Regions from separate parts of the Sus scrofa genome. Here region 1 is linked to region 2. Evidence: chromatin contacts called from public HiChIP or PLAC-seq data. All regions are on one chromosome and are shown on one strand. Each heading gives the region's core, a stretch centred on a gene start, on an enhancer-like site or on the middle of the called end of the contact. The rest is flanking DNA. Distances are from core to core; before and after follow the strand shown.

The links. HiChIP or PLAC-seq counts read pairs in DNA pulled down with a chosen protein or histone mark.
Region 1: a contact with region 2 is called in an H3K27ac HiChIP or PLAC-seq map of skeletal muscle. The contact joins two enhancer-like sites. A contact is called at or near these places in 1 of 47 Hi-C or Micro-C datasets (embryonic fibroblasts) and 1 of 2 datasets of contacts at active chromatin or transcription factors (skeletal muscle).

Annotation. Positions count from the first base shown.
Region 1 is chr7:87,017,819-87,024,856 of Sscrofa11.1, reverse strand. The region is part of intron 2 of SLCO3A1 (solute carrier organic anion transporter family member 3A1); the gene reads left to right. Among named protein-coding and RNA genes, the nearest start is that of SLCO3A1, 82 kb to the left of the region's middle. Within about 2 kb of position 4,191, at least 5 of the 83 cell types and tissues checked have an H3K27ac peak or open chromatin away from gene starts, as enhancers often do. A contact at or near this core is called in skeletal muscle, where this site is marked.
Region 2 is chr7:86,884,494-86,891,268 of Sscrofa11.1, reverse strand. The region is part of intron 2 of SLCO3A1 (solute carrier organic anion transporter family member 3A1); the gene reads left to right. Among named protein-coding and RNA genes, the nearest start is that of SLCO3A1, 220 kb to the left of the region's middle. Within about 2 kb of position 2,633, at least 33 of the 83 cell types and tissues checked have an H3K27ac peak or open chromatin away from gene starts, as enhancers often do. A contact at or near this core is called in skeletal muscle, where this site is marked.

The sequences.
Region 1 (7,038 bases), core at 2,942-5,441, 130 kb before region 2:
CCACTCCCATGTCTCTGCTCAGGGTGGCAATCAGAAGTGCTGCCTGGGCTCAGCTAGCAATTGGGGGAGGCAGGCTGCATGGAGGCTGGGGAACCAAGGGGCTTTGCATCATCATCCTCAGCCCTGTTGCCCCGTGGGAACTCAAAGACAGTCTTGCCAGATCTTCTGATTTTTGAGAGAGACTAGAGATTCACATTTTTCAAGTGGAGTGAATTGCCTGCTCATTGAAATTCTCTCTAAACCCTCTGTGGGCCAACGGCCATAGAATCCAGCCTGACCACGTAGGAACAGCCTACTGTTTTGAGTTCTTTGCTCCAGACGTTCCATTTCAGAGGGCACCCACCTTCTGAGCAGCAAATAAATTAGACAAATAAGAAAGGAGGGAAGGAAAGCAGTTGCACACATGAACACCACAGCCAGAATACATAGCATTATCTCCTGTGATACGGGCATTGGGTTGGGGAGGCAGTGGGGCTCTTCCCCAGACACAGGACACAGTGGCCTCTCAGGGTGCTGTACTGGCTGAGGCTCTGCTCCTGCTGCATATGAACGGGCGTTGCAGAATGAAACAGGAAGGAAACCATTTTTCCCAGCCAAGCATGGGCAAGAGAAAGAAGGATCCTACTCAGGGCTCCCTGAAGGGAGTATTGGAACGCAGAAAGCAGGACCACTGAACACTGGTTGGGGCCTGAGGATGTTTACTGTGTGTGAGAGCATCTTTGCTCAGAGATTGTAGAAGAGCCTCAAAGTATTTGACAGACAGGGAGTAAGACCGGAGAGGATTCCTGCGAAAGGTAAAGACGCACATGAAGGAGTTTTCCTTCCATCACCATCTCCAAGTTTACTGCTCGTTCCTTCTGTACCATCAGCCTTTCAGTGCACCTGACTAGTGAACGCAGACCCATTTCAGATTTTTCTTTTCAAACATATCACAGGTACTATGTTTAAATAGAAGTTCTTGAGATATTTTTCCTGAATAACATGCATATTTTTTCTTTAGTTCTAGACTATTTACTTCTTTCTTCGAATAATCTTGGCTTTACTTCCTTTTTTCCTTTCACCTATGAGAAGCTCTCTAGGAGAGCAGATGCCATGAAGGGTTTGGTTTCTGTAGGGGATTGTGACCTGCTGTTGTTAGATTAGGGATTAGAGGCTAATGGCCTTCGTCTCCAGTGGGAAATGAGTTCTTCATTGCTAGAGAATTCTTTAGTGTTAAAATGTCTCACATAAGAGTCTTTGTGGCAGACTCTGCTTTTGTCTGTCAAGAACCTCATTTTTTTCCCCATAGACCTCTCTCCTTTTCAGGTGGTTCTTATGGGCTGCAGAGATAATCATGTGTCCCGGGCATGACCAATCACGAGACTGAGAAAGGCTCTGGTCTCCAGTGATTGGCCCAAGGAGTAGTACAACCAGAGTCTACCATGGGGTTTGAAAATTGACTGGAGAGCTGCAGCAGGGAGAAAGAGACATGTTACTTTTTCTTCTAGGACAGTAGGCTGTAACTACTTTGAATACCCACAGATTCCAGTGTCCATCTTTGTTTTCACATGTGATGAACTTGACCTAGGAGTGAAGACAGCAAAGGAAAGTAGACCAAAGAAAGAGAAGGCATGAGGGATCCCTGGATCCAGCTATGCCTGAAGCTTGCATCCCAATTAGCATTCCCCTTAGGATCCCCTTAAGCACATAACTTATCCTTTCCAGCATTTGCAACCAAATGTTTTGGATTATGATCCTGCCTAATCAGGCTTAAATGCCCAGTCATGTCATGTCAGAGTTGGACTGGATCGATTTCTTCTTGAGGTTTGATCAAGCAACTTCCAACAGGGTTGACTATTTCTGTCCCCATGTAAGGCAGTTGTCCTCTGATCAGAACACTAGTTCTTTCATAATATCAAGGTGTTCACCCATGATATTCTAAAGAACTGAAGAACGCATGAACCTATACATATAATACAAGGATTAGGTTGAAAGTTTGGGCTTAGCTCTTTATTCTTTATTTCATAAACATTTAAAATGCAGAATAGGGACCCAGAGGCCAAAAGTAATGCCCCCTTTACTTTCTCCCTACCAACCCCCCAAAATCTCCCCCAAACAAAGTATTTAAAAATAATCTGGTGGCAGGCTTTGTCTGAAACACAAGTATTTAAAAGCAAATCACCTACGTGGGCAGGAGAGTGGTGAGCACATGGAGCTTATTCAGTGGTGCTGTTTATTGAGTGGAAAAAACAGAGCCCACCCTGGCTGCTTTCTATGGCTGCACTTGCCAAAGCTACCTTAACTCCCTCTAATGACTTCATATTGTCAGGAATGAATGAGCTCAGTGAATATGTTCCAATCCCAGCTTGGCTTTGCCAGTTCATTTGTGCCAAGCTGTGGGGTGTGTGTGTATGATGTATGTATTGAGTATGCATGCATGTGCTTATTTTTGCCCACATACAGATGAAAATCAGAAAATACTAAATAAAGCATTAGGTGGCCCAATGGACACTCATAAAAACTTAGGTGTAGTCTTTAGAGCTGGGATTCGTGAATGTGCCTCAAGAATGCCGAGAGAAATTAACTGGGCTGCTTGAAGCTAGAGGTTCTTAGATGTGCTTTAGGGGAGGGATCCACAACCTTTCAAAGTTGTAGGCAGATGTATGTGTGCTCTTGTGGGGAAGCTTTCACTGGATTTTCAGGGAGGTTTGTGACCCAAAAAAGGTTAAAAGCATAGAAAGTCCTTATGTTGAACAGACCTTGATGACAGGTGACTTGGGATGAGATAAACCAAGATAGTCGAAATAATGCTGTGTGCTGTGACAGATGGCATCTGGAATGTTGTTTAGTGCTCGGCCTTTGACTTGATGTGCTCTCTGGGGAGCAGCTGTGCTTACAACAGGAAGTATTGGAGCATCACTTAGGCAACTGTGGGTGAAAAGTCAGATGTGTTCCCAGTGGCCCTGGTGACACCCTCTCAGGGCTTATCTTCCTGGGCTGGCCCCTTCATCCCCCCGCCCCCAATTCCTTTGAAGCTAAAATTTTCCATCCGGACTTTCAGCCTAGCCATGAGTGTTTGGGATAATATTCAGCAAATTTTCTGTGCTGGTTTGAACTGATGCACAGATAGGAAAATCAGAACTTTTTTTTTCCCCCCTCTAAAGGCAAAAACATTTAAAAAATGCACTTGGATTAATGGAATCTGAACTCTCAAAGTCAAAAGTTTCCGTGTGTTCTTACTAAGGCAAATTCTCTGGGGGCCATTAAAAGCAAAACAAATAGGCAGACAGTTGTGAGGGACCCTGGAAATCATCTGAGGACACAAATGACCTCTGCAAACTTTTTATGGGTAAAATTTTCATCCCAGTGTTTTTGGGATGGTTGCTGTGTCTGAGAAACCTCCTTATTTTCTTTACCAATTAACATTGCCTCTTATGTGGGAAGTGGAAGCGGGCCTTGGGGTAGAGCTCATCCTAATCCCTCTCCAAGGAGAGATGCTTTTCTCCTGTTCTCTCTAATGTTCTAAGCATGTGGTCCAAATGGATGTGATTTTCCCCCTGCCCTCTTTCTGGGCAAGGCATTATTACCATAAGAACATCCACAGTTGCCCACCTGCCTTGTGGGTAGTTAATGGAGTTTACAAAGGGAATTTGGATTCCCAGCAAGGGGCCTCATTAACACAGCAAGGATCTAATAGATTCTAAAATTGTGCATGGACACTTGGAACCATTTGAAACCCAGCAGTGTCTATACTTAGATCTAAATCATTTCACCTGCTCTCCTGGCCTCAGTCTGTACATTTGTATCATGGGGAAAAGAACCTTGTCTGGATCCAGCCAGATCAACTGTATTGGTTTAAGCAAGCATGAATGCTTATGGTGCGGGAGCTAAAGACAAGATTCCAAAGCCATCAGGCAGTATAAAGGACAAAATGTCTCCCACACTGGTGCTTTTATTTATTTATTTTTTAATACTGGCCTTGTTACTGGCCCTGAGCAAGTGTTTAATTTTAGGATCCATTGTTGTCGCAAAGAAAATTTAACAGCTGTCTGCTTATTTAGACAAGTGCGTGAAGCACCCATGGGTTTGAACGATGATCGTAATAACACTGAATGCACTAGCTCTTGTTTATGGGGCCTCTGCTGTGTTACAGAGTATGGGAGCTTTACCAGTGGTCACTCTTGCTTCCTACTCCTAAAGCCCAGAGAGACAGGGGTTGTTATTTTTATTGTACAGGTCCTTCCTGGGGGAGGTTAAGCAGCTTGGCCAGGGTCATATAGCTAGTGGGTGGCAAGGCCTGGATTATAATCCGGGTCACCATTACCTGGTATCTTTTCCACCATATGCTCTCCTCCCCTGTCTTTAGATGCTACAGTGATGGTGCACCTGGATTAATATGGGACCCCAAGTGTGCTAAGTGTTAAAAGTGGCTTAACCCAACTACCTAATTTATTTTTTCTTTTTCTTTCTTTCTTTCTTTCTTTCTTTCTTTCTTTCTTTCTTTCTTTCTTTCTTTCTTTCTTTCTTTCTTTCTTTTTCTTTCTCTCTCTGTCTCTCTCTCTCTTCCTCCTCTCCCTCCTTCCTTCCTTCCTCTCTTTCTCTCTCTCCCCATCCCTCCCTTCCTTTCTTCTTTCCTTTTCATGTTGGTTCTTTTAGCACTGAAGTATGAAATGGTGATGAATTTCTAGGTCAGGAGAGCTCAGAGCCTGGCTTTCCCCATGGGAAATTTTCAAACTGTCATCAGATAAAGCTTTCTTCTACCAAAAAGACCCCACATGGTATGTTTTCACCATCTCCCTGCAGTGGAGTGAGACAAACGCACTCACCAGACTGTCTTGTTTACGTTGGAGACCTAACAGCATTTAATTGGTATACATTCATCCCTGTTATGCAACTTCAGTTCTTTTTTGTTGTTTTTTTTTTTTCATTCCCAAGCTTGGCCCAGCTCACTTGCTTTACTGTGCAAGTCGGGGAGTGACTTTAGAATGTACTAGACCACAGCTGGGGCAAAACTGGTGAGAAGGTAGGGTCACAAATGAACACATGTGGAAGATAAAAAACAAGTAGTGATCCACAGGTTACAAGAAGGTAATTCCCAGGGCCTTTCAACCTGGGAAAATAATTGGCCTCCGCAATTGTTCAGGCCCACTGGGGTTCTGAAGAACTTCCAGAATAGATCATCTATGGAAATGAACTTAGCTGGGGAAGGTAGTTACAGGATGGATCAGAGAGTGGTAAAGGCCTCCTTAAGCTGCCTTGGAGGACGTAATGTCCAAGTAGTTGAACACTCTTCCCAGTATAGGCAGACCTCAGAGAGACTGCAGGTTCACCTCCAAGGTGACTGTTGTGATAAAGTGGGTCCTGCAAATTTTGGAAGCAGATAAAATTGCATATAAGAGTTATGTTTCGGAGTTCCCGCCGTGGCACAGTGGTTAACGAATCCGACTAGGAACCATGAGGTCGCGGGTTCGGTCCCTGCCCTTGCTCAGTGGGTTAACGATCCGGCGTTGCCGTGAGCTGTGGTGTAGGTTGCAGACGCGGCTCAGATCTCACGTTGCTGTGGCTCTGGCTTAGGCCGGTGGCTAAGCTCCGATTCGACCCCTAGCCTGGGAACCTCCATATGCCGCGGGAGCGGCCCAAAGAAATAGCAAAAAGACCAAAAAAAAAAAAAGAGTTATGTTTGTACTGTAATTTTTTTTTTTTTTTTTTTTTGTCTTTTTGCCTTTTCTAGGGCCGCTTCCCGCAGCCTATGGAGGTTACCAGGCTAGGGGTCTAATCGGAACTGTAGCCACTGGCCTATGCCAGAGCCACAGCAACGCGGGATCCGAGCCATGTCTGCGACCTACACCACAACTCATGGCAACGCTGGATCCTGAACCCACTGAGCAAGGACAGGGATGGAACCTGCAAACACATGGTTCCTAGTCGGATTCGTTAACCGCTGCGCCATGATGGGAACTCCTATACTGTAGTCTGTTAAGTGCACAGTAGCATTATGTCTAAAGATACAATGTATAAGCCTTAATTAAAAATATTAAAAATGGAGCAGCAGAAACGAATCCAACTAGGAACCATGAGGTTGCAGGTTCAATCCCTGGCCTCACTCAGTGGGTCAAGGATCCGGTGTTGCCGTGAGCTGTGGTGTAGGTCGTAAACACGGCTTGGATCCAGCCTTGCTGCAGCTGTGGCATAGGCCAGCAGCTACAGCTCCACATTAGACCCCTAGGGAACCTCCGTATGCTGCAGGTGCAGCCCTAAAAAGACAAAAGACTAAATAAATAAATAAATAAATAAGTAATATTTTATTGCTAAAAAATGCTAACCATCACCTGAGCCTTCAGCGAGTCAGGATCTTTTTGCTGGTAAAGGATTTGAAGTATTGCCAGAATTATCAACACATGACACAGAGGCAGTAGTGATCAAATACTGTTGGAAAAATGATGCTGATAGATCTCGATGCAGGGGTGTCACAAACTTCAATCTGCAAAAGTGCAATATCTGCAAAGTGCAATAAAGCCAAGTGCAATAAAACGAGGTGTGCCAGTTTATGTCTTTAAGCCCTATTTTGCTGAGATCTTTTTGGTGGCCTGTAGACAAATAACCATTTTTTACTAGTCTGCCTGAAGGAGTAGAGAGAAGGTTCAGAGGTCAGAAACCAGGTGTTAAGTGACCAAGTGTTCAATCTAGGAATCAATTAGCAATGAAGTTGGAAAGTTGGGAAAGTGAGCTTTTCTAGTTCATGACTCCAGATCCATATTTCTAGACTTTTTTTTTTTTTTTGGTCTTTTTTAGGGCTGCATCCACAGCATATGGAAGTTGCCATGCCAGGGGTCGAATTGGAGCTATAGCTGCCGGCCTACACCACAGACACAGCAACGCCAGCTCCGAGCTGTGTCAGCGACCTATACCACAGCTCACAGCAATGTTCTGTTCCCAACCCACTGAGTGAGGCCAGGGACTGAACCTGCATCCCCATGGATCCTAGTCGGGTTCGTTTCCACGGCCGCCACAACAGGAACTCCCCAAAGTAACCATTTTTAATTATATAGGTCAGTAGTG
Region 2 (6,775 bases), core at 1,384-3,883:
GTATCTAAAATAATAGTAGAATTTCAGGTTGTACCGCTAAAGAGAGGGCTTTATTCCCCCAGGATTATCACAGCAATCTCTGATACTGGTTCTTTCCAGAATCCTGAGGGCCTCAGAGGGCTTTGCATAATTTTAATAATCTGATTCATCATTATCATCTGGACAGTGGAGTAGGGAGGGGGTGTTTTCATTTTGGAAAACTGTTCAATCAAGCGGAGGCACCACTAGGGGAAAAGAATGGCAGCATAGGGACCAAAGACCATGTTCTGCACCTTCAGCTCCAGCCCACACTAAGCTGTGCCCCCCCTAGATGTGGTCCAGGAGGGCTGCCTGTACATCCTCCAGTGGCTGGCCTCACCTGGGAAGAAAAGCTTCGTGTCCCGGGCTGGGTGGGATGGTGTGGCCCCCGGTCCTCTCCCTACCACCAGAGGAGGGGGCAAGGTCAAGAGCAGCAAGTCCCCCGAGCCCACTGCTCTTGCCCCAGGAGTCCCTGGAGTTGCATCCTTGGCCGATGGAAACCATGGTGGTTGACCTTCCCTGGCATTGTTGAGGAGCAGAGCCAGTTTGAAGCTGGGGTACCAAATGGACAGCGTCTGTGGCTCCCCAGAGCCCAGTCTGGTAGGACCTGTCACATGGCCCTTGTGGCCAAAGGAGGCTTGTGTGTGACACTGAAGACTGTCACCACCCCCTCCTGTTTCTCAAGGGTCCCTCCTCCTCGCTGTTTTTGTCAAGCGGTTCAGGGCTTATTTGCATTCCACTGCAGATTGCAGAAAAAAGGAAGGGATCCCTGTCTGCATGACCTTTTCCTGTGATATGCTTCCATCAGGCAGCCTTGCTCCTCCATGCAAAGGGCAGCCAGAGGGTAAGAGCAGAGAAACCCCACAGGAACCATAAGCAAGGAGGCTGGGCCCCAGGGCGCTGACAGTTCTTCCTCGTTCCTTCCTTCTGGGCACCAGAAGGGCATTTACTCAGAGGAAGGAGGAAGGGGTGACTGACCACATTCAGGGCACCCCCCGGGGCTACCAGCTCCATAAGAATTCTGGGTAATGCTTACCTGTAACTTACAAACATGAGCTCGTTTGCTCACTCATTCATAAATATCTCCTGAGCACATAGCTGGGATCCAGGCTCCGAGCTGAGTATGAAGATGTAAAGCTGAGTTTCTTGCTTCTTGTGTGGTACCGCAGTGAAAGGAGCTGACTTTGAAGTTCGCCCTTTCTGGGTTCACAAATTGACTCCACCGTGAGTTGCTCTGTGACCGTCAGTAAGTGACTTAGCATCTCTGATGTTCAGCTTCTTCCCTGTAAAATGTGAATGAGAACAACCTATCTTAGGTTGACCATTTAGTTAGTATCTTAAATAAGATAAAAGCGCTTATCACTGGGTAAGCACTTGATAATAAGGGTTAGCTCTTAATAGGTTGTTTGGAGGGGATTGTTGGGGACCAATCCTTCTAGTGCCCCCAGGAGCTGTCCTGTTCAGCTGCTTCTGAGGTCTCTGCGTGGCCAGAGAGCTGCACATGTGTTGTCTGTGTGCCTGCAGGTGGCAGCCTGCTTGGACACCACGGAGGAGATGACGCTAGTTGACATCAGCCTTTGGCTGCATTCAGCCCCAGGAGTCAGAGGAATTCCAGAGTCAGTCCCCTTCCTTTCTCTATGTGAACACTTTTTTTTTTTTTTTTTTTGATACAAAGTCATCCTGAATGTCACTTGCATCAGCCCCAAGCTGAAGCTGAAGTTCTCTCAAGATGGGGAAAGGATCCCAAGACCCTTGTATCTGGTGCCACCCGGTATATGACCAGCACCAAGCTCCACCGGCCCTAATGTCCTGTGGTCAAACTCGTGAGCATGTTGGAGGCGACAGGGATCTTGGGCAAATCACCCATTGTCAGGGCCTCAGGTTCTCCATCCATAAATGAGACAGAAGGAAACTACTTTGACTACAGCAGGCAGTTACCGTTACTTAGAAACTCTCACCTCCTACTGCAGCAGGTCACAGTCTGTTCCAAGAGGATCCATTCCCCCCCCACCCCCCACCCCAGTATCTCCCATCAGACTGTGAGCTTCTTGATCCAGTTTCAGCAGAAGCACAACAGGAACAAAATAACAGAAGACAAACTTCTGTCGTTTAGAGATTTTTTTTTTTTTAGCTAGACTTGTATGGTTTAGTAACATTCCATTATACTATTTTGACAAATAAGATTTGGAAACACACTCTCAGTTGGATTTGGGGAGTGGGAGAAAAGAGAGGCCACAGACTCCAGCTGGCTGCCCCCACGGCTCTCCCTCATCAGTCCCAGGCAGGGGTCAAGGACTTCCCAGGGTTAGCTTCGTGCCCTTCTCCTTTCTCCCTGCATCTGGCCCTCAGTCATCCTTCTGCCATCAGATTCTGCACTCAGGGAAGCACCCAGCCAGCACTTTGGCACAGAAGCGCCAGTGACTAAGGAATGCTTCCTTTTCCAGATGAATTTGCATATTTTAATTGAGGGCAGATGCCTTGAGTTAATTCAATGCAGCAAACTTGGGTTGAGCATTTATTATGCTCAGAGGAATAAGATTCGGAGAGCTCAGTGGGGTGGGTGGGGGCAGCTTTAAGAGGGAGGTGACATTTGAGTTCCCTATGGATTTTATAGGGGTGGCTCAGGGAGCAGCTAGACCCTGTCCAAGTCATATCAGGCTTGCTGAGAAGTGCAGGGACTCAGCAACCTGGAGAATGGCACATAGGGAAGGGAACTCTGGGAAGGGGCTGGAGTTCCTGTAAATTGTGCCAGAATGTGTGAACTTCACAAGAAGGCAATAAAGGTCTCCTGATGAGTTTTGAAAGGGGTTGGCATGGTCACACCTGTGTCTCGGAGAATGCAACTCTGCTGGCAGCACCAGAAGAAACTTGGAAAGGGCAGGGCTTGGCGACCAGGCGACCAGTTGGCCCAAGGAGTGCATTTCTAATTGTGGACTCTTAGATTCCAGCAAGCTATTAGGGGAGTTACAAGTGAGTGGTGAGATCCAGAGCCACAGCCCCGAGGCAGTTTCTGACAAGCCAGGCCACTCTCTCAGGCTCCTGCTCATGTGGCATGCCCATGGTTTGGAGCGTGGCCACTGACTGGTATTCTCTTTGCTGTCCCTTTGCCAGAGGCTCATTAAGGCTTTCCTTGGAAATGGGTGTGCCTGGAAGCCATTGGCTCCCATCCAACCCGTGTCCCACCCCAGGCAGCCCTGGGAGGGTGCCTAGGTCAGAGCCTCCCTGCCAGCCTCCTGCAGGTCGTTTTCCTTAAGTCAGGAGCTGCGGCTCTATAACTGGGCCAGCCCTTTGGAGTCTCAGCATTTCTCAAGGTGGGAGTTGGTGAGAAGAAAACACCAGAACAGGAAATGTTAGCTCAGCCTATGCTATCAGATCACCCAAAAAGGACAACAAAAAAAACGGGAAGCTAAAAATAGCCCCTGAGGGCTAGTTCAGGTTCTGCTTTTAAGTACTGAGCACCAAGCTGAAGGGCAGTTTAACCATTTGGGAACCTCGAGGGCTGTGATGTTTCACTGAGGCCTGTTTTGAGGTTTGACAACTGGGAACGTGGACCTCAGCAAAGAGGGGGTATTTTGCTGATGGGACAGATACTGATCAGCACCCCCTCATGTGTGTAGTCCGTTAAATTCATTTCAGTCCAAACCCTAGAAGGGTGGGGTCCTTGTCATAAGGGGATAGTGGAGCCACGACTGCGTCAAGGGCAGGCCAGGGTTCAAATCCTAGCTCTGCTGCCCATCCACTGGATGACTTTGGACCATTGTTTTAATTTCTGGGAACCTCTCTTTTCCTGTCTGCAAAATGGGGACAGTAAAAGTCATTGCACAGGATTATTGTGAAGACTCAATGAAATCATATGATTCCATGAGTTGGGGGCTCTGCCTAGACTTGTTCCTTTAAGTAGTATATATATTTTTTTTAAATCAGCCAGCCAGACGTTGTTCTAAGTTTTTGCATTTCCCATAGATTACCTTGTTTAACCCTTAGGGCAATTTTATGGAGTAAGTACTAAATTTAATTTCATTGGGTTTTGTAAATTTTATCAGGGAAATGGGTGAGTCTTAGGGATGTGTTTACTCTGAGCTTACTGGTGCTCAGGGGCAAGTTGACCTCTTCATCAGGCTGACCTTGCAGCTGTTCAAGCTGTGGGTCCTGCCTTGGGCAGTCTCCTAACCCACTGGGCCTTCAGGCACTGATCCCCATGGATGAGCCCCACCTTATGCAAAACTCTGCTTTGGAGTCTCTGACATCCCCCACCTGCCACACCCCCCCCCCCAACCTTCACCAGAGCTTAAAAGTCAGTTGGATGAATTGGAGTCCCAATTCCAGTTTTTCCGGCAAAGGAGAAAAAGGGAGTTAGCTGGATCATTCAGCTGAGTTGCCGTAAATATGTGGCCAGCCTTTCCCATGTAGCCCCTGCTTCCTGTGGTAATTAAGGAAGGTCTGTGTGCTCAAACTCCTTTATAGCTCTTTTTAAAAACCTCGTTATGTCTTTCTTTTATTTTATCCAACAGTGTTATTGAGGTATAATTTATATCCCGTAAAATTTACTCGGTTTACGTGCAGGGTTTACAAAGTTGTCCAACCATCACCACAATCTAATATTAAAACATTTACAACCTCCCTGCTATTTCTGTTTAAAAGCAGATAAAAAGTTATGGGCTGGTCCTGTTGCACCCGTGACTGGAAAGTTTAACATGAAGAAGCTCCGCCTTAGAAGGCTAGAAGCTTCCCCAGCCTCTTAGGGAAGAGTAGTAAGAAGGCAGCTTAGAAGGGGTGCCAGGCTGCTGGTTCCAGCATCATATTAGGAAATGCCATGGAGTCCTAGCAAGCATGGACCCTGTGGGGACACTCACACCCTGTGTCTCATGGCTGCTCTTTTTGTAAAATAGAAAGGTTGGACTAGATTAGAGCCTTGAATTCGAAATTACATTCCAGGGAGCCTGGGGGTTCACCAAGGTGTCTCTGGAGCCAAGGAGGAGCCAGGAAGAGGGGGTCACCCACCTTCAATCAGAGCATCCTTTTGTTCATCTGGTTTAGATCAAAGAAAGGGTTTCACTGCAAAAAGAGAGAAAAGACAAGTTGGGCGGATGCTGAGCTGGAGTATCTTCAAGCTCCTTGAAACACTGTGGTTCTTGGATACTTCTGTCCAGGGAAAAGCCTGCCCAACCCCAGGCAAGGGTAATAGGTGTGGCAAGATGTGATGCCCCTGGGGTTAGCTGGGCAGGGCCTGGGGGGCCCTGAGCCTGGGGCTGGTCACTACAGGAGAGAGCAACCCTGTCCATTTCCCAGGAGCCGTACAGATGCTACTGTCTTCGTGCTTCGTGGGGCAATGGTGGGAGGGTACATTGTAGGGAAACACCTGTGGGGGATCAGGGTTGAGAAAAGGGAGCTTTTCCTTCCATATCAAGATTCCTTCCACAGGTGCTTCACCGTGGGAGAGCAGAGCAACCTAAGCCCTCAGTAAGGGGAGGCCACCCCTCCAGCCTCTGCATCACCCGCATCCCATCCTGTGGCTCTCGCAGAAAGGCTCTTCCATGCCAGCATTTCCACATCACACGTGAGCTCCTGAGCTGTCAAGTCTGACCCGCTGGAAGGCTTCTCTTCAGTGTCACTGCATGTTTTAGGAGCTCCAGCCTATTCATGTTTCAGATAATTGCTTGTGGAGGGTTTCTGAGGCCACCACAAGAAGACCCCACCAGGAGTTCCCATTGTGGCTCAGTGGAAATGAACCTAACTAGTATCTCTAAGGATGTGGGTTCGATTCCTGGCCTCACTCAGGGGGTTAAGGGTCTGGTGTTGCCAGGAGCTGTGGCATGGGTCATAGATGTGGCTCTGGCCTGGCATGGCTGTGGCTGTGGGAAGGCCAGCAGCTTTAACTCCGATTCCACCCCTAGCCTGAGAACAGCCATATGCCACAGGTATGGCCCTTTAAAAAAAAAAAAAAATAGAAGACGACCCCACCAGAGCCACACGTGTTCATGGGGGACTCTGTGATCCTAGGGATTCACTACCTGCCTGGGTGTCTGCCTCTTTCACCAAGAACTTAACCAGCAACTTGAGAACATGGTTATTGAGCATGGCAATAAATACATGCCCTGTTGAGTCAACTCAGCAAACATTTTTGGGAGAGCTTAAAAAAATGGTAGACATTATGCTAGCTGTGGGGAGAAAGGCGTGGTTAAAAGGATCCTCCTATTGGGATTCTCATCAGCTAGTGGGGGCCACTGCATCTGCCAGGCACCATGTATGCATCTTAATTTTTCTCTTTTTTTTTTTTCTTTGCTTTTTAGGGCTTCACCTGTGGCATATGGAGGTTCCCAGGCTAGGGGTCAAATTGGAGCAATAGCTGCCAGCCTACACCACAGCCACAGACAGCAGTGTGGGATCTAAGCCATGTCTGCAACCTACACTACAGCTCACAGCAACGCCAGATCCTTAACCCACTGATCAAGGCCAGGGATCTAACCCGCAATCTCATGGTTCCTAGTTGGATTCATTTCTGCTGCGCCACGACGAGAACTCCTCTTTCTCTTTTTCAGTCCTCCCTACCCACACCAAAGAGCTGTCAGGGTCATCTTCCCACAGTGTGGCTCTTCTTCCTGGAAACCTTTCTGTCCTCCCACAGCTGTTTGCTGGTGACCACAGCTGTGAGTCTGGCATTCTGGGTGTGCCATGATCCAGCCCAGATCTGCTTTTGCAGCCCTCTGCTCCAGACCAAATCTCATCCCCACCTCCCTCCACTTCCCATGTGGTTTCT